Regions from separate parts of the Salvelinus alpinus genome. Here region 1 is linked to region 2. Evidence: chromatin contacts called from public Hi-C data. All regions are on one chromosome and are shown on one strand. Each heading gives the region's core, a stretch centred on a gene start, on an enhancer-like site or on the middle of the called end of the contact. The rest is flanking DNA. Distances are from core to core; before and after follow the strand shown.

Region 1 (2,700 bases), core at 175-2,674, 250 kb before region 2:
TTGTTCATTTTAGCAAGCTAGTTTTAGTAGCTAGCGTGACAATCATGACAAAGTCCCAAACAAAGATAATCGGTTGCAAACAGAAGCACTTGCATCGCTAGCTAGCTAACGTTAGTTACGAGGAAGGATGGCTTGCCAGCTAGCTATGGGTTGACTAACTAACGTTAGCTAACTCAAAACATGTCTGGAGTTATTTTGCTAACTTAGCTATGCAATTGTCTCACCTGATCTTGATAAGCCTCCATATGTAATGGTAGAAAAAATACCCTCGAAATAAAATAACAATATATGACATGTATTATTTATCTGCTTCCGATTTGTTGACTTTGGATGGCTAAACTTCCAAACGATGACAGCAGGCAGTTCTTACAATTAACATTTCCCTCCTACACTCTTCCTTTTACCGCTCACTGGTTCAGCCTGCGCAATGGGTTCTCTGCGCACAGTTTATTCTAGGCACTATCCACTCAAAAGATTGTCTGCTACAACAGATGTATGGATAAAATAATACTGTAATGCAGACCCAATATAATATATTAATCAAATGCGCTTGGAACCGGAGCATAACTGAAATGTATGAATGTATCAGTCTAACAATAATTAAAAGCCCCTCTGCCATGTGTTACAAAGTCTGAACCAATGATTCAATTGATTGAAGTGGCTCTTCAACCAATTTATGCAAAATATTTGGCCATGGAGAATATTATGAGGGAAATTATATTTTCATTCCATCAGAAAGCTGTCAAAGCTGGGAGGCAGGCAGCCTGTTTGCAGATGATGATGATGACGATGATGAGATGCAGATGAATGCGCAGATTTCTTCACATGCACACGTATGGGTTTTGAGAGCTGTGTGGTACGTTTATAAAGGAACGGAATAGCATATGCCTGTCTGGCACTAGCCACCTGGTGACAGTCTTGAATGTGACAGCAGTTTGCCCACGTCCCACTGTGGTAATCTCCCCATCACAGACACCCTGGCTGGATGTTTAGTCCAAATGATGGAAAAACCTCAAACGATGATGGCATTCTCTCCTTACTCTTGTGAATGGCACTATATTTTCATATATAAAAATACACATTTCTATATTCAAAGAGTTGTAATGGTGGCACTGTTGCAAATAGTATTTAAATGTCTTTGTGTCACCTGAGGTTTAGAATCGCTTGTCTGTGTAAAAGCAAAGTGGGGGATGTGTTCACTTCTAAAATGTTGTTATTTTACATTTATGATAAACAAGGGGAAGGGGGGGGGGCTCTGCGCAACAACAATCCCTATGTTTGCTGGGAAGTGTATTTTTTAATACCTGTTCATTCCCGTTTTTTATGTGGGTCCGTTTGCTAAAATAATCAAACTCCCATGTTTCCCCTGTCGTGGTTATGGGCACGCCTTACACCTTACCTATTGGTGAAGATCTGCATAGATCCTCCTTCATTGTATTATGCAGTAGACCATTGGACATGAGTCTTTCCAATCAACTGTCAACTCAAGTTGCTGCTCTGTATAATGAAATCTGCCTCCGTGTTTCAGTGCAGACTCAAGACGTCCTACGGCTGCAAGATCTGTGCAAAAATAATGTGAATAAAGTAAGTATTTGTGAATGACACCCTTCGTTTGTAAGATGTACTGAAAAATGAGGGTATATAACTGCCGTTATGCTATAGATATTTGTACAATATTCCTGTTTTGTAACCAGCTAGCTACTGTTAAAAGGCTTAAGACAGAGAGAGCGAGAAAAGATTGAATGGCATTTTGGTTAGCTAACCAAACCTGCCTTGTAAACCAGATACCACACATTTATAACTAGCTAGTGAGACTACTAAAACAAAGTGCATTGGCTGTGGATACTGTCAGATCAGTGCCAAACATTTTGGAAGTACATAGGAAACATGTTTTTATTTTAGCATGTTGAACAACATTACTAGCTGCCAACGAACTGCAAAACGGCTAACTAGCGTTGTAGCTACAGCTAGCTTGTTGTTCTCAGCAGCAGTACTGTACAACTAGGCTTTCTTTGTTGGTAGTAACTTTCTGGTCAACAAACGACTGGCTTTCTCAGTGTTCTCCGTACAGGTTGGAAGGGACGAAAAGTTGTCTTCATTGTCCATTGATACGCCCGCATGTTTTTTTTTTGTTGTCCGTTCCCTTTCACTGGTCACACACACACACACACACACACACACACACACACACAGAAGCATCTTGGCAATGCATACAATGTCCTTTTTATCCAGTCAAAGTATTTTGTTTCTCATTTGTATTATCAATGCCAACTCTCTAGCTGCATTGTTGAAGTTTTGACTGACATTGTTTTAGAATTTTCATAAATATTTGTAGTTGTACGGTCTATTGAATGAATGCATTTTGGGGATGCTAACGTAGTGTGTACATAAAATATTTTAGCATCTGAGTATTTGACAGCAAACGGTTGGTTTTTCATGCACTTCATATTATAGCCTGCCACGAGAAATCAAGAGAATCAGAATAAGATGGACATCCAGGATCAGGATGCCACAGCCAGATGGGAGGCTCTGGGCAGCCGTGACGCGAGATCCAGAGGCACAGCAATGGAGCACATCAGCCAGGAGGTGATGCGGAGAGTGGAGAGTATAGGGCCGATACCAGCCACCGTCCCCTCGCCTCTAGCTACTGCAGGGCACCCCACCAGCGACCTGAACGACATCCTGGCCCGTCTACTCATG
Region 2 (2,746 bases), core at 154-2,653:
ACCCGGGCCGCTGGTGCCGAGTGCGCCCGAAGTGGTCGTGGGGGAGTGGGAGGAGAGCGGGGAGCCTCCGTTCTCCTGTCCGGACAGCAGTCCTTCGGCCGTAGGGCTGTTGCTGTTCTGGTGGTCTGCTCCCACGTTGGTGCCATTGACGTTGATGGCCATGGACGTGGCATGTTGTTCCTCTTCGTCATCCTCTTCCTCGGGTATAATGTCAGTGTCGTTGCTTTCTGGTTTCCCCGCATTTGACTCGGGTCGGGGCAACGGCCAGGTGCACGATCTTGGCCGTTTTTGTGGCTCGAAGTCTGGGTCTATGGCCACGTCCAACTCATGGAGAGGGCTGGGAGTTGGGATCTCGGCCATCTCTCCTTCAATTACTAGCTCGTCCCCGTTGCCCGCTGATAAAGTCAGTAGATAAGTAGTGGAGAGCTGTCAAAGTTGCATTCCATGAATGCACGCCCCCGTCCTTTGTTGCTATTCCAGACCAGCAGTCCCCAAGGGTCACTGCAAACTCCGCGCGAATTGCTAAATTAAATCCTCGGTATTACAAAAAGAGCACCAATGTGCTGTTCAGGGTGGATTTAAAACGTAGAATGTCGTGGACTATTATAAATGTATTAACACCATAACTGGTAAACTATGGCTATTCTCCTTAGCTCAAAAAGCAAGCCACGGCTACTTCACGTTTGACAATCGCAACAGTTCAGAACGGGTTGCTGCATATTCATGGTATTTCTCCTCGACTGGAGCAATGGTAATAATAACAGTATAGTGTGTACAGTTCGGTTCACGAGTAAATTATAAACGGTGTACCACGTGTTCGTTCATCAATGAGCGGTTACGCGTTCCTTCCTTGCACGTTCAAGATCAAATCCCGCACTGATTCAAAATAACTGAATACACCTATTGCCACAGTGAAAGTGAAGCTGTGGCCAGGACACAGTGCAGCCCCCTCTACGTTCAGGGCTGCCACGGATAAACGCGCTATGGTGAATTAGATGGCTGCAACACCAGCGATTAATTCCCGCATAGTTCTATTCCAATTGTCATTGCTGCCATTTGAACAAACTCCCTTTCGCATCCAAGTCCTTTTTACTACCGGACTGCACACAGGAAACCTGCGTTTGTTGTCAGTGTCGACAAAAAAACGAAAAGGAAAGGAATAACCGAAAATGATATCTCAGTCTATTCAACGTCGCCTCTACTGACCACGCATCACAGTTGGTATGGAAAACGAAACGCCACCTCACTCTCAGTTACAGTAGCCTATCTCTCCAGCAGCACACATAAACACTAACCTATCTGCTTAGCATATTCCGTCTTAAGACAGCCCTCAACAAGCTCGAAGTTATACAGCAACAGCAGCAATAGGCTAGTAGTGTTGCCACCCCCACCGAAAAGGCAAGCCCCCTGGATTCGGTATACGAGATCGTCCTTTAAAGAGACACGGCTCCTAAACAGTCTACAGCATGTGCGCACTAAAGCAGTGGAGGCTGCTGAGGGGAGGACGGTTCATAAAAACGTCTGGAACGGAGCAAATGGAATGGCATCAAACACATGGAAACCATGTTTGATATTTGATACCATTCCACCAATTCTAATTCCGCTCCAGCCATTACCACGAGCCCATTCTCCCCAATCAAGACGCCACCAACCTCCAGTTGGGGCGCACAGGCATGTCAAGGCAAGAAGTGTGTGGAAGGGACACATGTCCCGGCATGTTGACGGATACAGAAATAGACAGACAGATCATCATAATATTATTTTACACCGATAAGAACACAAAGAATATTCAAAGTTGGACAGAGGACATTCATATTTAATTCCAAATAATTGTATTGCTCCTTCTGGAAATGTTTACAATTCATAAGCTAATGACACAGGCTACATTAGAACAATAATTTATACATATTGTTGACATATATTATTATTGCCACTTCCTCTGTAGCACACTATTACAATGTAACAACTGACATACACATGTGTAACAACATAGGCAAATACCAGCAGATGTGTTTATTTTCCTCGTGTTGGGTATTACACTTCGTTCATGACATGCACATGTCATGCATTCTATCAAATATGTCAATGAAAGTCTTTCAGTCAAGTTGAGTAATTTTATTTTAACAGTCTCTTTAAAAATGTCTATAACTTGTCCCTTTATTCCGTGAGCATGGGTGTCAATCAATCGCGACAGCGCGCGCAGAACACGCCCCCTTCAAGACAGATCGACCGCTTCAAACATATGACGTCATTCCATTTATAATCAAGAGATAAGGGAAGAAATCCTATACGGTTCTCCGTTCTGTAAAGTGATGCTTCGGAGTGATCTCCCTTCCCCCACCACCTCCCTCCTTGTCTGTACGAAAACATCAGCAGTAGCCAGCCTACGTACGTCTTTGTTCCAGGGAAGATGTTGTGTAAATTGCCGGTCCACCTTGCAGGGACACGCGATCTCGATTTCTGTAATCTGTACAGAAATTATCGTGTTCCACCTGTGCGAACTGCGCTGTATTCATCAATGAATTCATGGAACGGTTGTTATTGATTATGACTGGATAATAACAATCCGATATAATAGTTCAGAGAAAACACGCACACATCCTGCAAGGCATTACTTGTGTAGTTATGGCTTTGAATTTCACATGGAAAACATCCACACTATTTCATTTATTATGATAACAAAGGAAATAGATACACATGCATACAAAACGAACACAAGAACACACAGTTCCTCTTTGTTCCTCCT

The links. A called contact is a pair of places that touch in the nucleus more often than the background predicts.
Region 1: a contact with region 2 is called in a Hi-C map of liver, with 7 times the contacts expected there. The contact joins the promoter of LOC139582735 here to the promoter of foxo3b in region 2. A contact is called at or near these places in 3 of 3 Hi-C or Micro-C datasets (liver, muscle and red muscle).

The regions. Positions count from the first base shown.
Region 1 is chr8:22,908,193-22,910,892 of SLU_Salpinus.1, reverse strand. LOC139582735 (sestrin-1-like) reads left to right here and starts at 1,424. Exons shown (of 10, transcript XM_071413018.1): 1 at 1,424-1,584; 2 at 2,455-2,700. The coding sequence starts at 1,459. It overlaps cep57l1 (centrosomal protein 57, like 1), which reads right to left and starts at 422. Exons shown (of 11, transcript XM_071413021.1): 1 at 225-422. The coding sequence starts at 245.
Region 2 is chr8:22,657,012-22,659,757 of SLU_Salpinus.1, reverse strand. It overlaps foxo3b (forkhead box O3b), which reads right to left and starts at 1,403. Exons shown (of 3, transcript XM_071413015.1): 1 at 1-1,403. The coding sequence starts at 360.